Regions from separate parts of the Sus scrofa genome. Here region 1 is linked to region 2. A link is a contact called in public HiChIP or PLAC-seq data. All regions are on one chromosome and are shown on one strand. Each heading gives the region's core, a stretch centred on a gene start, on an enhancer-like site or on the middle of the called end of the contact. The rest is flanking DNA. Distances are from core to core; before and after follow the strand shown. Region 1 holds the start of L2HGDH (L-2-hydroxyglutarate dehydrogenase, mitochondrial). Region 2 holds the start of VCPKMT (protein-lysine methyltransferase METTL21D).

Region 1 (5,999 bases), core at 2,151-4,650, 160 kb before region 2:
TGATATATTTTCAGGCAGAGAGATAAAGCCAGAGAATGGTCATTAAGCAGGTAAATTAGAGTGGTCTGTGAAAACTGAAGTACCTGATTCATTTTGGCCCATATTCAGAGACCAGATATGGTCTCTAAAAAATTTGATATTATATTTAAATATGAAGATTAAGTTTTTACTTGGAAATAACTGAAAAAAACTAAATGGTAGGTTTTTGCTTCTCAACTGTGTCTCTGTTAAGTGATACCAGGAATTTCAGATGAATTCAAGCAGCTGCCTCTGGGAATGCTTTGTACCCGGAAAGAGGAGACCTCTGGTGGTGAGTTGGTGAATTTTGCTCTAATGAATCAAAAGACGCCAGTTAAAAGCAAGTTAAAAAATAACCACTAAAATTAAACTGCTGTGATAAATAATTCAGGAATTAAAATTATTTTAAAAAGTTTTATTACTATCATAACACAGCTTAGAGCCATAAGTTTGTAACATATGTTCCTAAAAGATGCTATTATGTTTATGACTGAGAGAAGGCCAGACCTCTAATCTATGACTCAAAATAGGTTATGTACAAAGTGTTTCTGAGTATGTTTGAGAGTCCCCCATTTGCATAAAACCAAAATCTTTTTTTAAAGTGGAGGTTCTTTTTTTTTTTTTTTTAACATATTAAATGTAATTAGTTGGGCTATTTTAGTGGTGAAAAGGTGGAACTGGTCAATTTGTTCTTGACCGCAGTAAAAGTGTGGCAAGAGGGGTGGGGTAGTATCAGAATTGGGGAGTTCCCCCCCGAAAATTATAACTCCACTTCACTGCAAATTATCTATTGTTGATGCCAATTCTTATTCCTAAAGTGTGTAGAATCTACTAAAATAGAACAACAGAGCAATTCATTAGGAGTTAGAAGCAAAAGTCCCCAAAGCAACTCCTAGGCCAATCTTGCTTGACACTCATTGAACTAACTTCTTGTTGGTTCTGACCTACATGGAAGGTGAGCATGAATTCTTACTGAGAAGAGTGTTGACTGGGATACAAATGTCTCTAGCCAAAGACATTACAGGGTGAATGAATATAAGGTGAGCTTGTGATTTGAGTTATCTAAATAAAACAAATTAATGTACAGTCAAACCTAGGGGAGAGGTAAGCAGAGAAAATTTTATAAAAAGAACATACGTATTTTGAATTATTTCACTTTGCTAATCTATGAAGCACATGCTAAAAATCACAGAGTAATAAAGTCACTACTGTGGGGTGACCCATGAAAGCCTGACCACAGACCCTCAAATTGTATACTTCAAAATCAACTACATCCTGTGCAATGGTTAAAATTAAAAATAGTGAAAGTACTGAAAGCTGGTGACACTGAGGAGAAACTGGATTACTCAATATTGCTGCTGGAAATGTAAAATGGTACAGCCGCTTTGGAAAAGTTTGGCAGTTTCTCACAAAACTAAACATGTGCTCATCATATGACCCAGTAATTAGACTCTTGGGCATTTATCCCAGAGATACAAAAAACAGGCTCACAGAAAAAGCTGTACACTAATTTTCACAGCAGCTTTATTCGAAATAGCTAAAAACTAGAAAGAGCTCACATGTGGTGAGCTTCAATGGGTGAACTGAAAAAGAGCTTCAATGGGTGAATGGTTAAACATGCTGTGTTATGTCCATACCATGAACTACTACTCAGTAATAAAGAATAAACTATCAATACATGCAACAATTTGGATGGAACTCAAGGGATTACACCGAGTGAAAAAGCCAATTCCAGAAAATTACATACTATATAATTCCATTTATTATAACATTCCTGACATAACAAAACTTTAGAGGGAGAAGAGAAAGGGGAAGAGGGTGTCCCGCCAGCAGAGGGATCCTGGTGGTGATGGCACTGTGCTACAGCTTGACTTGTGGATACAAGAATCTACATACATATGCCATAGAAGTATTCAGAACTACATACATACATGTAAAACGAGGGGTACCTGAATAAGATCCATGGCCTGTGTCGATGTCATTTTCCTGGTTGTGATATTGTATGATCATTTTAGAAGATGTTATCACTTGACTGTTTCTTACAACTACATGGGAATCTACAATTAGCTCAAAATGAAAAATCGAACTAAAAACTATTTCTTTTTTTTTCATTTGTGATGAACGAGCAGGTAACATTCCACAATGTCTTCACAAATAAAGAAAATATGTACAACTGTCCAGGTGATAAAACCATTTAAACATAACAAAAGCCATCATTTTATTGAACACTTTTCTGTGCTAAACATCTGATAAGCCTTATATCATATAATCTGCAAAAAAAGCCCTATGAGGGAGAACTCCTAGTTCACAGAGGAGGTTCTGAGGCGAAGAGGTGAAATGACTTCCCCAAGCTACCTGATTAATAAGTGGAGCCAAATTCAGAGAGGTATCAAGCCCTTCCAGCAATAAGGCTACATCATTCTATTTTCGTTCCCTTCAGCTGTCCTGACCCTAAAGATTAAAAACTTCCATCAAGCATAGGGAGCATAGCGATAAACAGGCATAGCGATACAGAATCACGTAGTTTTACAAAGGTCTTTCAAAGATCACATAGTCCACTTCCTTCATTTTACAGATAAACAGATCTGAAGTGACCTGCACAGGTGAGTCGCTATTCTTAGCCCCGCACAGCATATTTAAAACTGTATCTCGGTCCAGGATTTAAGAAAAGGAAACAGATTGCTAAATAATTATAGAGACCAAGCCCTCTGGTTCACCAAGCCTCTTAATATTTAAAGGACCAATAAATGACTGAAAGAATGACGCGCTAGGAGGCCCATATATAGAAGTCCAGGAAACTGCAGGCTAACAGGCGTTGCCATGACAGACCCTCGGTTCGAATGAAGCTAGGGCGGGGCAGCGAGCGCCCCTACGTGGGTGGGAGACTGCGGTGCCCAGCAAAGGGCCTTGAGTGACGTGGAGAGGGGTTGAGAGGGGGTGGGGCCTCCGGTGCGGGGCGGGGCCTTGAGTGACGCGGGGCTGGGCTTCGAGAGTCGCAGACAGAGGGAGGTTGAGAAGGCGGGGCCTAGAAAAGGGAGGTTGTTGGGCCTGCCCAAACCAAAATTTTTTCCATAATCATCCCCCGACTTTCTCTCGCGGCCCCGAGTCCACTCGGCAGCGAAGTCGAGGACGCGAGAGTCGGCACGCCAGATTTTCAGTCTGCCCAGCTAGGGCAGAAGGGAAAAGGCAGAGCGTAACCACCCCCTAGTCCCGCCCCGCTCGGGGACTAGCTCCTTACTCACAGCGTCGAAGGGAGGGAGGGAGCGAGTGAGCGTCCCTGGCGTCTACGGTAGCGCCGGCCTGCCCTTCGCCCTTTGCCGCGCGCGCCCATTGGCCATTAATGGCGGCTCCCACGTGAGGCAAAGGCGCGCCTCTCATTGGCCCCTGCGCAAGAGGCGGGGCTAGACAGCACTGGGACTTGGGCAGTGCTGGGATCCAGGGCCGCTTCTGGGGCTTGAGGCAGGGTAGGAGTGGGGCACCGGTGATGGTGCCGGCGCTGCGTTACCTGGGCAGCGTCTACGGACGTGCCCGCGGGGCTTTCTCCGGAGGCTTCCTCGCTGCTGGCGCGCCCGCGCCAGGGAACCTCTGGCTGTTGTGCCAAGGTGGCCGCAGAGCCAGCACCAGGTGAGTAGCCGCTGGCCCGCCCCCGCCGCTTGCGCTGCTTCTCTCAGAAGTGCCTGGTGCTGGACCTCTGCCCTTGCTCTGTTTCCCTGTCCTAGGCGCGAGAGAAGGTCGAGATCTTGTGCAGCCCGGGCTCCAACCTCTGATCCCAGGAGCTACCTGCTGGAATCGTTCGTAGTGTCTGTGAGGAAAAGAGTAAGAAAGGCAGTGTTGAGTAGAGGTCAAGAATACTTGAGGCTTTGAATACAAATCCACCACCTCCTAGTCCACTCTGGGAGGGTTACTTAAGCTCCTTAAAGGCTCAGCTGTGAATAGGATCCTAGTCTATTGCGTAGGTGGTCGTTTGCGGGATTAAAGGACCTAGCACACTGTAAACAATCAAATAGGCTGTTTATTCGCTGGCCTCCATGGTTTTACTTGGAAGGTCTGAAACCGGTCTTAAATCAGTTCTTGGCACACACATGCTGCATAGAGTTGCCCCTGTGAGAAGCAGCTCAGTTAGTTGCTAGGCAAACCCTGCAGAATTCAGCATCCTGTGATTCGAAGTTTGGAGACTTTCTCTGCTATCTGTAGAGGGAATGGTTTATGCGAAGGTTTCAAAGCTGGAAAGTTCTTGGTTGTTGAGAGAACTAGAATGTGAGCAAGATCAGTGTGACTGGAGCTTAGAGGAACAGAGACCGTGTGGAGAGGGGCTGCACCACAGCAGGGTTTTTGTGTTAACTATGTATGAAACCTTGTTCTAAGACCGCTAGGAGTCTTTTAGAGGATTTCTAAGAAGTGATTAAATGTTGATGTTTCAAAAGTTGACTCTGGCTGCTATGTATTAGTAGATTGGAGAGGGGTTAGAGTGGAATAGGATTTAGTGATTCATCGTGTGGGTATGTAGACAGTTCTTTTAGGAACTTTTTCTTAAGAGAAGAAAAGTAAGGTGAGTGAAGTTTCATTTATACTTTTTATTTTGAGGTAATTAAAGATCCATAGGAAGTTTAAAAAGAGCAGAGAGTACTCATGTAGCCTTTTTCACCCAATTTACCCCAATAATAACATCTTACATAACTGTAATACAGTATCAAAACTAGGAAATTGACGTTGGTACAATCCATAGACCTTGTTCAGATTTCATCATTTAAATGCACTCATTTGTGTATTTGTGTGTGTTTCTATGCAGTTTAATCACATGTGTTAATTTGGGTAACTGCCACCACAATTAAGAAACAAATGTTCCATCAGTACAGAGATTTTGTTACCCACCCCTTTGTGTTCACACCTCATCTCTCCACCTTTTCTCACCATTGGCAACCACAAATTTTTAGCTCTATGGTTTGGTAATTTTGAGAATGTTATGTAAGTGGAATTACACAATACGTAACCTTTTGAGATTGGCTTTTTTCACACAGCGTAATATCCTTGCAATCAATCCAAGGTGTTGCCTGTGTTGATAGTGGGTTCCATTTAATTGTTGAGTAGCACTCTGTGGTGTTAGATGTATTACACTTTGCTTAACCAGTTGAATGGTATCTGGGCTATTTCCAGTTTTGACTATTATGAATAAAGCTGCTATGAACACATGTACAGATTTTTGTAGGCACATTAAGTTTTCATTTCTCTGCGATAAATTCCAAAGAGTGCAATTGCTAAGACGTGTAGTACGCACAGGTATAGTTTCTGAGGAAACTGCCATGCTCTTTTTCCAGAATGGCTGTACTGTTTTACATTCCTACCAGCAATGTGTGGTTGGTCTAGTTCCTCTCATCCTCATCAATGTTTAGTTATCACTTAAAAAAAAAAAAAAGCCATTCTGAAAGGGGTCTGGTGATACCTTATTGTAGTTTTAGTTTGCATTTCCCTAATGACTGAAGGTACTGAGCGTATTTTCATGTTCTTTATTGCCATCATATCTATTCTTTATGATGAAATGTTTGCTTATATCTTTTGCCTGTTCTCTAAATGACTTGTTTGTTTTTTATGTATATGAGAAATGAGTCCTTTGTCAGCTATATAGTTCACAAATAAGTGTTTTCTCACAATTTATTTGTTGTCCTCTTACCCTCTTAACAGGGTCATTTGCAGAGCAATTTATCAATTTTTTTCTTTTATGGATCATGCTTTTGGTGTGAACACTTCATCTAGCCCTAGATACCAAAGATTTTCTCCTGTTTTCTTCTCAAATTTTTAGTGTGAATGTTTGATGATAATGAAAAACTGATAATTTTTTTTTAGTTAGAATAACAACATTGGAGTTCCCATTATGGTTCAGCAGGTTAAGAACCTGACATAGCGTCCTTGAGGATACGGGGTTTGATCCTTGACCTCGCTCAGTGGGTTAAGGATCCTGTGTTGCCGCAAGATGCAACATAGGT
Region 2 (5,719 bases), core at 1,498-3,997:
CCAGATCTTTAACCCACTGAATGAGGCCTCATGGTTACTAGTCGGATTCGTTTCCACTGAGCCACCATGGGAATTCCTGCATTTGTAACAAGTTCCCTTCTAGTGCTGATGCTGTTGATCCCTGGATCATATCATATTTTAAGAACTCCCACTTTGGAGTTCCTGTCATGGCTCAGTGGTTAACAAACCTGACTAGGAACCATGAGGTTGTGAGTTGGATCCCTGGCCTTGCTCAGTGGGTTAAGGATCCGGCATTGCCATGAGCTGTGGTATAGGTTGCAGACGCAGCTCTCAAATCCCGCATTGCTATGGATGTGGCATAGGCCAGTGGCTGCAGCTCTGATTGGACCCCTAGCCTGGTAACCTCCATATGCTGCGAGTACAGCCATAAAAAGAAAAAAAGAAAAACAACTAAAAAACTCCCACTTTCAGCCTCACTGAGGATAGTAGAAGTCAGTGACCAAAAACTAGAATTTGGTATATTAAGATATTTTTGATATACCAAATAAGGTATATTTGGATACATATTAAGTCCTCTTGATATCATGTCCTTTCATGTCTAAAAAGCTATGTATTCTTTTCACTCACTTGCCCATTATTATAATTAAAATACATAAACTTATAAACTGTGTATGCAAAACAAGGTAATCTGAGGCTTTATGTTCTAAGATTTCAATTAAAACATCTCATATATAAAAATAGTAAACTGAGCCTTGAGTGAGGCTGGGAGTAATTTATTCATAAATCTGAACATTAAACCAGATTAATGTATTTTGGACTTTCTAGATTTAACTTGCAAGAATTTTTCAATCTTTTTAAGACTTTTTCTCACAAATTTTTCAGGAGAACAGAAGTATAATTTAATATTTTTGTTTTTGAGGGAAATATGAAATCCGATGATGACCCCCCTGCTATTCCGCCAAGACAACCTCCTCCTCCAAAGGTAAAACCCAGAGTTCCTGCTCCTACTGGTGTGTTTGACGGACCTCTGCCTAGTCCACCTCTACCACCGCCAAGAGATCCTCTTCCTGATACCCCTCCACCGGTTCCCCTTCGGCCTCCAGAACACTTTATAAACTGTCCATTCACTCTCCAGCCACCTCCACTGGGACATCTTCACAGAGATCCAGACTGGTTCAGAGATGTTAGTATGTGTCCAAATTCTCCAAACACTCCTCCAAGCACACCATCTCCAAGAGTACCACGTCGATGCTATGTGCTCAGTTCTAGTCAAAATAATCTCGCTCATCCTCAAGCCCCCCCCATTCCACCAAGGCAGAATTCAAGCCCTCACCTACCAAAACTGCCACCAAAGACTTATAAACGGGAGCTTTCGCACCCCCCATTGTATAGACTGCCTTTGCTAGAAAATGCAGAAACTCCTCAATGACCTTAGCCATATGTAGTCATTGACACTGGAATGGTATTTGTAAAGTTTTTTTTTAATTTATTCAAAAATGCATAGTATTTTAGTACTTTTTAAAAATAATGCTCTTACAAAAATGCTACTGATCAAATAAGCTTTTAAAAATTGGAAAAATGAAAATACAGAAGTCCTTTACCATTATCCTCAGGTGATCAGTAGCATTGCCTTGTCTTAGATCCTCAGTGCTGCCAAAAGGCCAGTATAAAGAAATTATATTTGCACTGTAGACTCTGCTAAAATATGGTTTAAAGTGATAATTGATTGCACTGAAAGGGGATAGTGCATTTGTGGAATTTTTCAAATTTGAGTAATAGATGACTTTTTAAGGCAGTGAATTTACACACGTATGGGGGGGGTGAGTGATACTGATTTTTTAAGCCTCTTTGACCATCTTCTAGTTTTTACATCTAGTTTTTACATTTAGGAAAATTGTGAATAACACCCACTGTTCTTAAACTCTTTAATGCCATGTCTTAAATGCCAGAATTTGCTGCTGAAGACAAAAATGAAAAAGAGAATGAAAATAATAGAATGCACTGTGTTTATTATTTTGTCAAAATGTAAACAGACTACCTAACCCAATCATAGAGGGAAAAAGGGCATATATCTTATACAGATGTGCCTTTTTGTTTTTGCAGACTATGATGTCTTTAGCTAACGAGTTGCCTATTGTTTTGGGATGTAAAGTTAATATGCCATATATGTACAGTTTTGTTTATATTGTATATTTAAAGACAGTGCTAATAATGTATATAAGTTTATGTGACTTAAGGCCTATAATACAATCTGCTACTTTACTAATTCATGAATTCAGAGGACAAGTTTCTTATGGCCTAGGAACCAACTGCATTGCCTTGAAAACCTAATAACTTTCCCTGTAAATCCTGTGTTAATAAAATTTTTTAAAATATTTTTTTAGATTGGTAATATTTAAACCAGCATATACTTAAAGCTTTATTAAACTTTTTAATCAGAAAAGTGAGTAAAACTTTTATTTGCCATTTGATTTGGACTCCTTCCCTCAAAGTGATGAAAAAGTGTGTTTTGCTCTCAGTGCCACAGCAGCAGTTGTAAAGTAGTCAGAAGCCACGTTGTTTATTTACTGGTCAGTGGCCTTTTACTGTGCTTTGTATCAGAGTTTCTAACAAGATTAATAAATCACCCAAGTCTTAATTTTTTAAAGACTTTTAAAATATGTGTTTTCATTATATGGAACAAGGGGGTAAGATTGTTGAGTTCTGTAGAAATAAATTATTTTCCCTATTTTGTGCAATTAAAATTCCATAATCCTAAAGAATTCAAGTGATGTAAACTTTGGAGGGATAACTTTACCTTCACTGTTACTGCATTCAGATGAAAAATTAGCATGTTAGAAAATCTTATCCTCCTAAATTTAAAATTAGTAGGATGATAGCTATCCTCGGTAGAATCTTGGAAGCTGCCTGGATTTAAGGCCGGCAAATGCTGTGTGAATCAGTCTCCAACCAGGTAAAAATACTCAGGTTGGCTTTTTTTTTTTTAAGAGCAGATTATAATACTAGCTTTGTCCGGAAAATTGATCTAAACTGTCAGTTCTTGAAGCCAGACTTGAAATTTTGGGAAGAACGTGTCAGTTCCGCTCCTAGGGGAAGCCCTGGCCACGGGGTAGGCACTTTGGTGGAGCCTTGCCTTCCGGGCTCTCTGCCTTCGCGCATGCGCTCTGGCGCCAACACCTCCGCCAGGAGAAGCGGGGCCCCAAGCCAGTCGAGGAGCGGGGCTGTGCGCATGGTTGTGATGTCACTGTGTGCGCCACATCTTGTTGCCAGGCAGCGATGGCGGCTACTCTGGAGTCATCCGAGGAGGACACGCTGCTGAACTTTGTGCGAGTTTTGGAGAAGCGAGATGGCACGGTGTTACGACTGCAGCAGTATGGCTCCGGCGGCGTGGGTTGCGTTGTTTGGGACGCTGCCATTGTCCTTTCTAAATACCTGGAAACGCCCGGGTTTTCCGGCGATGGGGCCCACACTCTGAGCCAGCGGTCGGTGCTGGAGCTGGGCTCTGGCACCGGGGCGGTGGGGCTCATGGCTGCTACCCTCGGGTAAGAGCTGGCGGGAAGGGACGGCGCTTTGTTGGAGAAACCGCCATTACCGGCTTCCCAACCTTGTGCCTCTACCTCAATCAATGTTATTTTATAGGGCAGATGTCATAGTCACCGATCTTGAGGAATTGCAGGACTTACTGAAGATGAATATTAATATGAACAAGCATCTTGTCACTGGTTCTATTCAAGCCAAGGTACTGAAATGGTTTGTATGGCCTTTAAGCTTTTTTTAGATAACGATTTGTAGTTTGCTTTAAATTGTGTTTCACTGTAAGTACGGTTAATTCGAAGGGAATTTTCTGGGTCTTGTTTATAAAACAAGAATATTTTAAGTTATTAAAGCAACAGTGAAAAATATTTGGTTGACATTTTTAAGGGGGGAAGAAATAGAAGACTTTCCTTCTCCACCAGACTACATACTGATGGCTGACTGCATATACTACGAAGAGGTGAGTAATGAGTGAAATTTCTTCGTTTAGAGGTTGCATACACCGTTTTCCATGGGTTCTAAAGCACACATGTCTAAGCATTTTTACATCTTTTAATGCAAATTTATTCTGTAATTGATGATACAGTAAAGAGAAAATAAAAGTCACCACGGACTACAACTTACACACTCATGATTTTAACATAGAGGCCCATGAAGCATTTTGAGAAAAGTGTTATATGCATTTTACTAGAGGCTTCTATAAAATTTTTAAAGGATTTTGCCTTTTGGATCTCCTATGTAAGGCTAAGATTTTTTATTGTTATTTTTTTTTATTTAGCTATTCCAAGTAAATTTAATATGACATTAGTGATTTTAACTGTTAAGTTGTATTGTAAAGAATTCATTGTTCTGTGGCAAAATTTATTACATTTATAGGATTTTTTTTTAAATATCAGTTTGTGTATATTGTAGACATCACTCATTTTTTAAGTAATGGGCATTGAGCCAACTTATGTTCAAATTAGGGTCAGAATTATAGGGAAATTATTGATTGTTAAATTAAAGAAAAAATTTTTTGTTTTGTTTTTAGTGGCCCCACCTGCACCATATTGAAGTTCCCAGGCTAGGAGTCAAACTGGGGATGCAGCTGCCAACCTACACCACAGGCACAGCAGTGCCAGATCCGAGCCATATCTTTGATCTGCGCCATAGCTTGTGACAATGCCGGATTCTTAACCTACTGAGTGAGGCCAGGGGTTGAACCCACATCCTCACAGAGACAATATCAGGTCCTTAACCTGCTGAGCCACAAAGGGAACTCTAGTAAATACAGTTTTTAAGAGTGCAATTAGGAGTTCCCATCACGGCTCAGTGGTTAACGAACCCCACTAGTATTCATGAGGATGCAGGTTCTATCCCTGGCCTTGCTCAGTGAGTTAAGGATCTGGTGTTGCCGGGAGCTGTGGTGTAGGTTGCAGACAAGGCTCAGATCCTGAGTTGCTGTGGCTGTGGTGTGGGTCGGCAGCTACAGCTCAGATTTGACTCCCAGCCTGGGAGCCTCTATATGCCGCACAAAGACAAAAAAAAAAAAAAAAAAACTGTACAGTTAATTCCATTTGTTTATCCATGGGTACTCCAAAATTCAGTCACTTGCATCCTTTCTCTGAAAACTGAAATTGATACAATTGGATAAATTGTAGAGGAGTTATAATTACCCCTCCACTTCCCCTACCCCTTTTAAAGTAATATAAATTTTTAAAAGTCATAAATATTACATTCCTTTTGAGCAGTCTTTGGAGCCACTTGTGAAAACCCTAAAAGATCTCAGTGGATCCGATACTTGTATTATATGTTGTTACGAACAACGAACAATGGGAAAAAATCCAGAAATTGAGAAAAAGTATTTTGAGGTGAGTATTCTACTAGTTCTATCTTTGTAGCGATTACCCTTCAGAGAGGTTATATGTGATTTTGTGTTCAGGTATATTGTGGTAATTTTGAGTAGGGTTCATACTGTTTGTATGAACCCAATGAGAGGATTCTTCATAGCACATTGTTCTAATAACCCTCCCTCCCCATTTCTCACCTTTTCTGACCTTTTATTTTTCTTTTCTAATTTGTTGGTCTTGTATCTGTAAAACAATGTAAAATAATAAGGCCACACCTTTGTCTTTCCAGAGAAAGTTTTCAGGATTTCTTTATTAAACATGATGTTGGCTTTTGGGAACATATTACTGATGTCTATGTACTTTTTTGGAGACTACATCATAGAAACATGACAGAT

Evidence for each region. HiChIP or PLAC-seq counts read pairs in DNA pulled down with a chosen protein or histone mark.
Region 1: a contact with region 2 is called in an H3K27ac HiChIP or PLAC-seq map of skeletal muscle. The contact joins the promoter of L2HGDH here to the promoter of VCPKMT in region 2. A contact is called at or near these places in 4 of 47 Hi-C or Micro-C datasets (alveolar macrophages, embryonic fibroblasts, liver and 1 more) and 2 of 2 datasets of contacts at active chromatin or transcription factors (alveolar macrophages and skeletal muscle).

Annotation. Positions count from the first base shown.
Region 1 is chr1:180,066,569-180,072,567 of Sscrofa11.1, reverse strand. L2HGDH (L-2-hydroxyglutarate dehydrogenase, mitochondrial) reads left to right here and starts at 3,400. Exons shown (of 10, transcript XM_001926818.5): 1 at 3,400-3,642. The coding sequence starts at 3,503. ATP5S (ATP synthase subunit s, mitochondrial) reads right to left here and starts at 3,411. Exons shown (of 5, transcript XM_013993389.2): 1 at 3,261-3,411. The coding sequence starts at 3,396.
Region 2 is chr1:179,904,467-179,910,185 of Sscrofa11.1, reverse strand. VCPKMT (protein-lysine methyltransferase METTL21D) reads left to right here and starts at 2,747. Exons shown (of 6, transcript XM_021101519.1): 1 at 2,747-3,503; 2 at 3,601-3,711; 3 at 3,883-3,955; 4 at 5,226-5,345. The coding sequence starts at 3,238. SOS2 (son of sevenless homolog 2) reads left to right here. Exons shown (of 23, transcript XM_021101439.1): 23 at 881-2,608. The coding sequence ends at 1,390.